Regions from separate parts of the Mus musculus genome. Here region 2 is linked to region 1. Evidence: chromatin contacts called from public ChIA-PET data. All regions are on one chromosome and are shown on one strand. The core of a region is the stretch at or near the end of the contact, and the rest is flanking DNA. Distances in the headings are between cores, read along the strand shown. Region 1 overlaps Runx1 (runt related transcription factor 1). Region 2 has its middle 59 kb from the start of Runx1.

What was found. ChIA-PET counts read pairs in DNA pulled down with a chosen protein or histone mark.
Region 2: a contact with region 1 is called in an SMC1A ChIA-PET map of the G1E-ER4 cell line, with 8 read pairs. The contact joins two enhancer-like sites. A contact is called at or near these places in 1 of 39 promoter capture datasets (the 3T3-L1 cell line), 1 of 15 datasets of contacts at CTCF or cohesin (the G1E-ER4 cell line), 9 of 484 Hi-C or Micro-C datasets (the G1E-ER4 cell line, the HL-1 cell line, erythroblasts and 4 more) and 2 of 115 datasets of contacts at active chromatin or transcription factors (the HPC-7 cell line and fetal liver).

Annotation. Positions count from the first base shown.
Region 1 is chr16:92,713,947-92,720,132 of GRCm38.p6, forward strand. The region is part of intron 2 of Runx1 (runt related transcription factor 1); the gene reads right to left. Among named protein-coding and RNA genes, the nearest start is that of Gm30281, 45 kb to the right of the region's middle. Within about 2 kb of position 1,810, at least 92 of the 459 cell types and tissues checked have an H3K27ac peak or open chromatin away from gene starts, as enhancers often do. A contact at or near this core is called in the G1E-ER4 cell line, the HPC-7 cell line, erythroblasts and 1 more, where this site is marked.
Region 2 is chr16:92,881,620-92,887,609 of GRCm38.p6, forward strand. No RefSeq gene overlaps it. Among named protein-coding and RNA genes, the nearest start is that of Runx1, 59 kb to the left of the region's middle. Within about 2 kb of position 2,317, at least 61 of the 459 cell types and tissues checked have an H3K27ac peak or open chromatin away from gene starts, as enhancers often do. A contact at or near this core is called in the G1E-ER4 cell line, the HPC-7 cell line, erythroblasts and 1 more, where this site is marked.

The sequences.
Region 1 (6,186 bases), core at 560-3,059:
TTCTGACCCAGAGGGAAGTCCGTCTGAGAACACAGTCTGTCACATGAGTTCCATGGCTAAGTGTGGTCACACTGCGTGTGACTGCAGACTCCCTTCCTTCTCTGTGTCCCTCTTTCCTCCATTGCCAAGTCTGAAACCATGCTGCTCTCAACACAGTACAAAGAAGACCAGACTGAGTTGGAACTGCTGGAGCAGCTTGAGATGCAGGAGTACCCTGAGATGCAGGAGCACTCTGAGATGCTGGAGCACTCTGAGATGCAGGAGCACTCTGAGATGCTGGAGCACTCTGAGATGCAGGAGCACTCTGAGATGCAGGAATACTCTGAGATGCAGGAGTACCCTGAGATGCAGGAGCACTCTGAGATGCTGGAGCACTCTGAGATGCTGGAGCACTCTGAGATGCTGGAGCACTCTGAGATGCTGGAGCACTCTGAGATGCTGGAGCACTCTGAGATGCAGGAATACTCTGAGATGCAGGAGTACCCTGAGATGCAGGAGCACTCTGAGATGCTGGAGCACTCTGAGATGCTGGAGCACTCTGAGATGCTGGAGCACTCTGAGATGCAGGAGCACTCTGAGATGCAGGAGCACTCTGAGATGCTGGAGCACTCTGAGATGCTGGAGCACTCTGAGATGCTGGAGCACTCTGAGATGCTGGAGCATTCTGAGATGCAGGAATACTCTGAGATGCTGGAGTTCCCTGAGATACTGGAGTACTCTGAGATGTAGGAGCACTCTGAGATGCTGGAGAACTCTGAGATGCTGGAGAACTCTGAGATGCTGGAGCACTCCGAGATGCTGGAGCTGGTCACTCACAAAAGGACAATTCTGAAGTAAGTGAGAGAACAGGGTTGCTCCAGTGGCTACCTTTCTGTGGTAGATGCTGCTAAGCATTTTCCTCCAGACAGACACGTACTATAATTTGTGTACTTTTCAGAGAGCAAGTGGGCTCCTAGAAACAAGCTGACTTCTCTCAGCTTGCCCATCTCGCAGGCCTGGGACCCTCCCTCTGAGAAGGCTGTCTCACCCTCCGCTCTAGCCCTGTGCCTCTTCCATTGGCCATTTTGTAACTTCCCTAAAATCAGGAGGGTCTTGTGAAATTTTCTCTAGAAGAAATTTAGAAATTACTCCTGGAAAGCTCCAGTGGGTCTCTTCTCTTTCAAAGTCCTTTCCCGAGAGCAATCCACAAGTTTAAATCCAGTTCCCAAAAGTCCCAGGAACCGACAACCTGATCTCTGGAAAAACACAAATGAAGATTTCTCTGGAATTCTCAAGCTATGGTACAGTGAGATGGAAAGGGGCTGGCATTAACAGTCTCTCAGGATCTAACTGAGTTTTTTTTTTTCCTTGATTTTTTTATTTCTTGATTTTTTTTTCTTATTTCTTGACTTTAATAGTTAAAAGCAAAAAAGGAAGACTTACTCAACGAGGCCACGTTGGACTGAGGAACAAAGAGGCCATCTTCCTGGACAAAATGTCCAACTTCAGGGACATTTATTTTTTAAGTAGCAGGGTGGAAGGGGGGATTTTTTTTCTTTAATGACCTAAGCTGAAACAAAGGCGACAACAACAACAACAACAACAACAACAACGACACCCGAAATATCTTTGTCTTTCCTCAGGAGAAGTGTCTTAGGACAGAGTGGCTGCTACAGCGGAGGTGTTGCTCAATGTTGTGTTACAACACTATTCCAACTGTCGCTGGGGCGGGGATGGCAGTCTTGCATCAACCCCCTGCAAGGTGTTTCCTGGGCTTTGCAGACAGCAGTGGGGGAGGTGCTGCTCCTCTTGTGAAGGCAGATAATGCCTCCCGCTCCCTCAGCTATCTTCTGGGGCTCGCCCTGGAGATAACAGCTTCACTGCCTGAGGGAGCCCCACGCTCCCAATTTGTAGATCTATATTGATGAAGCTTTTTGTGTTTATCAGACACAGTTTTATCATTCCTCTCCAAATGCCCCCAGTCACACTCAGCCTTTGAACTTTGGCGAATTTATCAAATGGGAGCAATGATTGAGGAGATGTAAAGGCTTATCTGGAATTCTAAAGAAAGAGGAACCGAGCCACGGATCTCTCTGCTAGAGCAGGTCTTTTGGGTGTGTGTGTTTGTGTGCATGGGCTTGTGTTTGTGCGTGCTTGTGTGTGTACGTGTACACACATGAGCACAGGCATGTGTGTTTGCACATGCACACGGGCACATGAAAACAGAGGAAGATGTTTCTTATCTGGGGCAGTAGATTGCTCTATGTAGACATCTTATGCATTTTGTTTTCCTGGACACCTTGCCTTGGATCTTTCTCAAGGCCCCAGAGCAGGTGGTTGAGCTCAGCCTGACTCGCAGTGTGCACAGAATGACAGGCCCTGCATAAGACCCACTTTGACCTCATTTAGATCAGGACTCTCTGAAACCAAGTATCAGCCCTTGAATGGGATTCATGCTGGCTTGTGTTACTTGTATCTTCTTAACAGGCAAACAGCACGAGGCTTTTGAAAGGTTCCAGACACCTTTAGAATCTTGTTCCTTCGTTTTTTTTGTCTTGTTCCTTCTTTTTTTGTCTACTTTTCTCCCCCTCTCTCTCATCTCTCTTTGTCTCTGTTTCTTTCTGTCTCTCCGTCTCTCTCTCATTCTTTTATCAAATTCTACTCTGCAAATCAATATAGAAAGGCGGGGAGGTGGGGACAGATGAAGAGGATGAGGCCCCTCCCTATGCTGGCACAGAGGCCCCTGCGATGCTCCCAATATCAGAGAGAGGTATGGGAGGAAGGAGGAGAGAGAAGGGGAAAAGAGGGGAAGGAAGGAGATGAGAGGGAGGGGGAAGGAGAGGGAGGGGAGGGAAGAAGAAGAAAGGGAAAGCTCTAGTTACAGACCTGGAGGGAATTTCAGAAGGGAGTCCCTGCCCCAGAGTCCCCGTTCTTCCTTGGGTTTGTCCTCCAATCTCTTGTCCTCCAATCTCTCAGCAGGCTGTCCTTCTGAGAGGTACGATTACTCACCATTGGCAGCTATGGAAAAGGCAGCCTGATAATGAGACTGAGATGAGGCCTTTCATCAAATGATCTCTGCCATTATGTCCCCCCCCCCCCGCTTTCCTCTTCTCCTTATTCCCCCTCCTCCTCATCACACACACACACACACACACACACACACACAGAGGCACACACACATGCACAGAGGATGAGAGAGAGAGAAAGAAGAGAGGGGAGAGGTGGAGGGGGAGGAGGAGAAGAGGGAGAGGGAGAGGGAGGAGGAGGGGGAGGGGGAGAGGGAGGATGAGGGGGAGGAGGAGGAGGAGGGGGAGGGGGAGGGGAAGAGGGAGGGGGAGGGGGAGGGGAAGAGGGAGAGGCTGTTGCAACACTGTACAGTCTGGGCACTGCCTGTTGGGTGGCCACTGTCCTCAATCCCTGGCCAGACCTGTCCAGGGTGTCTTGCCACCACACTACACCCTGGCTGACTGCTATGGTTCACACTGATGTTTAAAGTAGAGACAGCATGATTTTTCAGTACAAGGTCTGTCGCAAGGGCACAAGAAGTCTTTAATAAAAACTCTTTGGGGACAGTAGGGACTGTCAGTAAGGGATCAGGTAGATTATGTCTAGATCCAAGCTTATGAGCTCCCGTGGTGGAGCGGGGCCTGTGTATACTGAGTGGCTAACGTTGTTGTTTACAATAACACCCACATGCAGTTGCTGGACGGTGTAAGAAGCAGGGGTATTAACAAGAGTCCCTGCAGTGTCTATCGCTGGAGAATGTAGACTAGACCTCTGACAGTTCTAGGAATCCTGCATCCATGAGACATAGAGAAGGAGCCATGCTGTACCTGGCAAGACTGGACCTGTGTGTGGAGAGAGGAATGGCCTGCCACTGGCTCAGTGTTGGGGGCTCTGGTTGGGAGGAAGGAGGTACAGCTCTTCCCAGCAGCTCCATGGGACTACTGTCTCCATTATCTCATTCTGGAGCGGCTGCCTGATCACCCGACAGCTTCTGCTCCAGCCTCCCTGCAGTCAAAGAGTCAGAGTAAAGGAAATCGGACCCGGTCTCTCCTCCAGACAGAGTGTTCCGGGGCTCAGAGAATCCCAGGCCCTGTGGGAAGTTAGCCCAGCCACTGCATGGCCTAAATACCACTGCTCAGCTTACCGCGCCACGTTGCTTATTCTGCCCCCAGATACTGAAATCTCCTCCTTCCTTGGAACCTTTTAGCATCTCTCCCTGAGCCAGGGACACATCCCTCAACCTCCCAGTTGTTATCTAGGGAAGTAAGAGCTGAAGCAATCTCCCTTCTTATGCCTGGTATCAAGTCGTTCACTGGACTCTTTCCTACCATCTCGTTATGAGTCCTTGTCTGATGCAGACCTCAGACTGAAGGGATGGCTATCTCTAGGTGTTTAGTCGTTAAAGGAAACCAAATCAAAAACCAAACCTAGTCTCTGTCTGTCTCGATGCTAACTCCACTCTCAGTGTAGGACAACAGACCCACACGGGACTCTCCCTGTGTCCCGTCTCCCTCGGGACCTCCAGGGCTTTGGAGGTTAGGAGGTCAGCAATCTGAGGAACTCCTGAGACCACATTGGTGTTTTGGGCACAGTGGTAACCACAAGTGGCCAGTGGTAGCCTCCTCATCACACCCCTGCCCTGCGTATAGGAACTCATGGGCTTTCTCTTTGGTAAACATTTCTGGCAAAACAAAAAGCGCAGGCACAGAGTGAGGATGGCATCTCACTACTGCGCTCTGCTTGTCTCTGGGGCTCGCGGAGAGAGTTCGGTAGAGATGGCTTCTCTGTATTTGAGGAAGCTGTGTTATAAGCAAGAACCCTGGCTGTCCTGGAACTCACTTCGTAGACCAGGCTAGCCTTGAACTCCGAAATCCACCTGCCTCTGCTTCCCAAGTGCTGGGATTAAAGGTGTGCGCTATCACTGCCTGGCTTTGAAGCAAGTCTTGAAACTCCAGGTCAAACTTCTTTCTGTACATATAGAACATGCGTGTAGTGACTGGAGCAAAGCTAAGTAGTCCACGTTGATACAAACCAGGTTGTGAGGGCGGTACTTCCTTTCTACCATCGGGGTTTCATCCCGGGTCCTCTCTATCACTGGCTCTGACAGAGTAAAACTCACTTCCCACAGGGCTCTGTAATCATGTAAGAGTGACCACGGAGCTCACTGCAACACTGGGAAGGCTCTGGACACTGTCCACTGAGATGTCACCCTCCTGACCAATCCTGGGACCTGGGTGGGCTTGTCCTTGAACCACATGGTCACTGATGCTTCATGCTCACACCACAGCAGTGAGTCTTACCAGGACACTTCACTGAGTAGAGTACTGCCCTGAAAAGGAACAGACCTGCAGGGCTCTGAGGCAGGCTACTCAATCACAAAGGAAAGAAAGCATTGTTGGGGGAGCAGATTGCCTGGTGATGAGCTGGGATCCTTGCAATCCAAGATGGGAGAAGCCTAGCTGGGGACAACGCTGAGCAGAGCTGACCCCATCCCTGCTTCCATCAGACACTTGATTCCTAAGGCCTGTCACCTCTCTGTTACTACTACTGCTATTATTATTGTTATTATTATTATTACTCTGTTTGTCATTTGACTTTATACTATTTTCCATGGGGACCCATGAGAGCATGGGCATTTTTTAGTACCCTCTAACATCAGCTTTCAATTGGGGGGCAGGCATGGGGACCCTTTACATTGCATTCTTTAATAATTCAAGTGGCAGCATTGTAGGGCTTCTCTTAACTGCTTCTTAAAAGTAATTAATTGATTTTCTGACATATCAGTTAACAATGTATTACTCTGACACAAAGTTGTGTTTCAGCTCTTGTTTGGAACAGAGTGCTGTATGGATTCAATTCGGCTCAGAATTTAGCTCGGGAGAAACTAAAAATATGCCTCTATAAAAAGAAACCCCCTTTACATGGAGTGTTGTCTAAAAATCTAACCCATATGTTCTTTCCGGGGCTCTCAATGGGGTGACGTATGGGCTCAAATTTTTGTGGCTGTTCAGGCTTGGAACATTCAAGAAGCATGGAATAACCCACTGTTACCCAATATACTCTGTGGTCTAGAGGGGGAAAAATCACCCAGGCTGTGCAGAGGACAACGGGAGGCTCCCCATCTAAACACGGCTTGCTAAGGTTCTGTCCTGGGTGTGAGTGTCTACCAGCAGCCAGGTTCTTTGTGTAGCTGAGATTGTA
Region 2 (5,990 bases), core at 1,067-3,566, 170 kb after region 1:
ATCCTTTTTTGGCTTTAACAGATTCTGCAGGCCCTCCAAGAACAATGCTCTCAACTTTATGCCCATTTTCCTTTGTGTTTATTTTTACTTCTCAGAACAGTGTTTTTACATCTGGCATTACCAGAGAATTTCATCTTTGGTCCCCTCTTTACATCCTTCCATCTCTCCTTCTGAGTCTGGATCTTACTATTGCAGAGCTCCTCTGGAGGAGACCTGGTCTTTCATCTTCTGGCCTTGCATTCTACCATTCTTTGAAATTTTACTACTCTGACTTCTTCAAAGCTGGCCACAAACTCCTCTAGTCTCTACACCATTATCTGTGGCAGATGCCAGATCTACCTGCCCCTGACTCTACACAGCTCCTGCTATTTATTGGTTAGAGGAGATCCAAAGAAGCTGGTATATAGCCTCCTCCAGTCCCCATGGCCTCCTCTTCAGGCTGAAGCTAATCTCCAGTGGCTGTCCCCATGGCCTCCTTGCTGTCACACAGCCTCTCCCAACATCTGTTTGATCTGTGCCTGGAACACATCACTGCTTCCTCGTGTGTATGGGTGGTTTTCAGCATGTCCTCTCCCCGATCCCAGGCTTTCAATGTTCCATGTTCTTCTCTGCTCCACTCTACCATAAGAGTCACCATTACCTTCTTTATCCTTGGCTTTGACTGCTCCAGCCATTTCTTTCGAACAAGCTTCTGCTATACTTTACTGACTTAAACTCTGGTGAAGGTGATTAGTGTTGGTGACCTTTCTGAACCAAAATATTCTGTTGTTTGATTATATTCTGTGCTTAATGCTGTGGTGTGTGAACACCGGCATCAATTCTGGGCTCCTTGCAGATTACCCTTGACTGACTCACTTGGCCTTAGACACTAATTTCTACAGTTCTGAAGAAATTTTCCTGATACTTATTTATTTCACAGTTTGGAGGAAAAAAAATCTTGATCATATTTACTCTTTCTTCTTCAGTTCTGAATGTTTTAAAATCTTCTATTTCTAACAAAGTTCATTATCATTGTATGGAATATTATCCATTTCTTACTATTATTTGATTAATATCATTTGCACACTATATTCACACAATGTGCATGATCTCCAGGAAACTGCATTTCAATCTGAAATAGAAAATCAAATTCTGTTCTGAGAATAATCAGGAAGAGGAATACTGGGTGGTAGTTGTCACCGTATGCTCAATGGACATCAGCCATCTATAATGTCCTGAGCTCCATATTATATGTTTTGGGCACAGTGAAGAATGTTTCTCTATTGACCTGAACCCATTGAGCCTGATTTTAAGTGAGGAGTACAAGTATGCACATGAGCAATATAAAAATTAGCCCAGGAGCTATGCACAACAGAGATAACTGGTCACCAATGGGCGTCATCTCTCTCTAGGCCTTTGATGGTAGAGCTCTTAAGTTGCCAAGGTTCAAAATTGCTTATGCAGCAACATCTTAAGAGAGAGGGGATCTTCCTTTGAACCCATACTTCCTCATACGCTCTAGATGCTGGCCACCATTAAGTTACACACACTTGACTGATTTTGTGTAGGGGTAGCTCTGGGTCAAGGTCATGATCCTATTACTAGGAGATGCTCAGTACAAACCCCGTCATTTGTGGCTTCATGGTGAGAACAATGTCATTACACATGGTACCTGGCCTTCTATCTTTCTAAACATGTCTTTCCATCGTGTGTATTTGTGTGTGTGTGTGTGAGAGAGAGAGAGAGAGAGAGAGACTCTGTATGCAAATGCTAACAGTAAAGTGTGTATTTATGTTTGTGCATATGTTTGTGTGGGTCTCCATTTGTGTATATGTGTGTAGTTTGTGTGTGTCTCCATGTGTCTATATGTGTGTATGTATATGCATAGTGAGCAGTTTCCTGAGGTCAACACCAGTCCTTCTACCTAATTCTACAAGTTCAATTATGCCTGGTCCCGCAATGCCAGCTCCGTCACCATCTACAGTTTGATCAAAAGCACAAAGGGTTCTCAGAGTACTGAGAGGAAGACCTTTGGGAGGGACTTATTTGGATAATTCAAGATTCTGACACTCAGGGGACCCTTGGTAACTCGACATCGATAACAGCTACAAACAAGCCCTGACAAGGCTGTGAGAAGACTCAGCCTCTGAGTATGAACATGCACACCATGGTCTTAGAAATACACTTTCCCGTCTGCTGTCGAAACACACGAACCATCTGAGAGCAAGCGAAAGAGAGAACGCATCGTTCCCACCACCTGATCTTCATTAGGTGGCCAGCGCTGCAAGCTGGCCTGTGTGCTGACATCAGTGGGGTCCGGCTGCCGGCAGATAAGTGGGAGCACATGGTACCGGCAAGATAAGACTCTGGTGGCCTGGGACAGATGTGAGCAGCCAGGCTCTTGCAGGGGGCCTCTGGGAAAAGCCCTGTTATTCTGAGCATTGTTCACACTTGCTAACAACTTGCCTTGAATGGGGCTTTCGACATGTTTCTTCCTTCAGCTCAGCGCTATCTGCCAGTTGTTAGTGTGGGCTATAGCCCGCACAGCAGCTTCCTGATGCTGTCAGCACAACAGGAAAGAGGCAAGAACTGAGAGTGATTTATAGGCCTGCGCTGACATAGCCTCAGACCGGTGTGAGCCCAGCCCTGAGCATTAGGCCAGTGCTAGCTGCCCCTACTTCTGAAAAGTGAGTTGTTCAGAGAGGGGAAGACCCATGTAGTGTTTCCAGGGAAAGATGAATAACAGAATAGGATGTGTGGTTGGCTCTCTATGTGTGGCTGAGCTACTGAGAAAAGTTCTATGGGACACTGCCATCCTAGGCTATCTGGTTATGTACACAGGCCAGAAAGACAGCCTTGTCTGATATTTCTTAGGCATCCTCCACATTGATTTTTAGACAAAATCTTTCATTGGCCTGAAACTCACCAAGTAGGCTAGTTCAGTAAACAAGTGTTAAATTGACTGGAGGAAGTGCTTTCCTTGGCAAATCAATCTCTTGAGATTTCAATACCCTTAATCTGAACACACATTGTATGGACCACCTGGAGAGACACATGCCAGCTAAACCTCCTGCCACTCTGGAGGGGGCATTTGGTGGCTCCTCACAGGAAACACAAAGATGATGGGATGCATTCTAAGTACAGAGCAAGGGTGGCATGGAGTAAAAGTCACACTATCCTGATGGGTCTAATTCAAGCCCATGCATGACATGCGTGCTAAGAGGGGAACATTCTGCAAACAAGTTAAAAGCAGATGGAGAGGATCCTGCAGGGAAATGTACAGAACGCATTCTGAGCAGGTCAAGCTGAGCCTCAAAGAACTGTTAGGATTTAAGACCATATAGCTCTTGGGAGGAAGCTCTGTCCATTGAGCATCATCACACAAACACAAGGACCAGTTCCCATCATCATCACCCACATGCAAAGCTGGCTGGGGGGGGGGGCTGGTGTAATCCCAGCATCAGGGAAGACAGAGACACGAGCAGCTTTGGGAGCCTGGTCACCCAACCCAGACCCCTGAGCAAGCTCTAGGCCCCAGTGAGATAACGTGGTTCAAAAGGACTGGGTCTAAAGCTCGTGCAGAACAATGCTAGTGTTAACTTCCTGTTCCAAAGAAATGCACATACAAACCTACAAGCATGCCCGTGTGCGCTCACACACACACACACACACACATATGCACACACATATACACACATACATGCACACATGAATGCAACACACAGAGGCACACAGAGACAGAGACAGAGAGACAGAGAGAGAAAGCAAGAGAGAGATTTAATTTTATTTTAATGGTGATGTGTGTTTATAGGTAACATTAAAAAATTCAGAACAGAACAAAAAAGGAGAATGAAATTCCCTAAAACCTCGCTGTTCTGAAACAACCACTGTGGGGCTTCATTTCTGGAATCAGTCTTTAGTTTCCATCCAATATCTAAACAGTGAACAGCCCATGTTCATAGAAGATTATATGTTACCAAGACTTTTCTGTTTGGTTTTGGGACAGAATCCCACACACCCCTTGGCTGTTCTGAACCTTGCCACATAGCCAAGGATTAATTTGGACTCTTGGTTCTCCTACCTCAACCTCTTGAGTGCTAGGTTTACAGGCATACATCTCCACACTCAGATAGCACAGATTATATTCTAGTACCTTTGGGTTACTGTTGTGTGGCCATATCACTGTGTGTGCAGTGGCCCATTCCATGCAAGCACTTGTTCTCTGCATATTGTCACGGGGATGCTGATGTCTGCTCTGTGAATTTCTCTAGCTCCCTCTTTGGTTGCAACTACAATCACATCAAGGTCTTTTTGACAAAGGAAATTATAAGGAGAGTTGTGTTCAAGGACAGCGTTACTCTCCAGTGTCCATTTGTTTATGGAAGAGTGCAGGACCTAGAGAGGGGACTTATGATGGGCTGTTCCTCCATGATGATGGCAGGCTGTGGGTGACAGGCTACAAGGATGTGTATTCGTGGGATGGCCGCAGGGAGGTTGTGATCAAAACAAGGCGAAAGATTGATGTAATGGGAAGGTGTTAGAGGCCGTGTGCTGGTTAGGAATGATGTCAGCTGTGGGTGGCAGTCAACACATAAAAGATGAAAACAGTAATGAGCTGTTGGTCAGAGGTGTCCTGGACACCCACCCCCAACAGCACAGGTTGTTGTCACTGTTTCTTGGTTGCTGAAGACATCATTCCCATTTGACACAGGCCATGGAGAAGTCAAGTTGGTACCAACAAGGAGGCTTCTCCCCTAAGGTCCTCTCATAGCATGGGAAGGGGCCTGCAAGCTGGTGTGTGTGCAGGGTGGGTAGTTATCAACAGACTTCCCCAGCTGGAAACCCTACGGACTACAGAAATGACTCAGGTGTATCAGCCTGTGCCTGTTTGTGCAGTAGCGGCGCAGATGTTATGGAGATTAGCAACTGTTTTCTGGTTGGATGTAAGGCCTACCCTATAGAAGGAAACCTATGTCTAGTACAGACCTGTAGTATCTAACCAAGAACATACAGTCAGGGAGCCTAGTGCATCCAGTAGTAAGCCTACTCCTGCTACTACTATTCTTCAAAATGGACAGAGTGGGAAATTGCCCTCTAAATCCACATCTCTCTATCCACAGACCATTTGCTCAGCTCTCAGACTTCATCGGAGAAGTTTCATTGTACAGTGGAAGATAGTTAACATCCACTATCCACTTTCAGAAGCTTACGACTGCCTAAAGTGCAGGGAACGAGTACCAGCCGAGTACTCAGACACAAACAGGGCATCCATATCCTCCATCCTGAAGGATCAGGAACCATCAAGAAAGAGGGGAGAGAATGGCTGTTGGAGCCAGACAACAGGGAAGAGCAGAGTGAAGCAGTATGGTCTCAGCGTGGCTGGACTGCTGTGTTCATGAATGCATAATAGCTGGGGTTTTCTGAAGAAGATTGGAGCAAGAAGATCAAGCCAGTCAACAGTCCAGCATGGAGTGGGGTGGGGTTCATGAGCCCTCGCTTCTAACATAGGAGCTATGGACAGTTGACAGCGTCTGAGGGAGGGAAAGTCAGTTTTCTTTAAGGGTGTGGTCCTGGTAGGTCAACCACCCTCCAGTGGATGGATCCACTCCTAGAAAAATATGGGCAGTACCATTTGGACTCATTGGGTTATTTAAAAAAAAAAAAAATAAAGGTCATGAAGTAGCTGGGGGGGCGGGTAGAGAAGTGTGGGTGGGTCTGTGAGGAGTTGGGGGAGGAGTTACAGAAAGGAGTTGGGGAGGAGTTAGGGGGAGGAGTGAGGTTTTATAAGTTCAAAATACAATGGAGTTCTCAATAATTAATGAAAATATTCTTTTTAGGAATAAGAAAAGTTAAGGATGACTTATGTATAACATAAGCTGTGAAGGACAATAGCTGCTGGCTAAGAAAAACCCAGGTCTTTCCAATATCTTGCTCTGCCATGTTTTGTGCACATAACAGACTTTGTGCCTCGGGCTTCAGACATCACAGCATCAAACAGGAAGGGGAGTAAA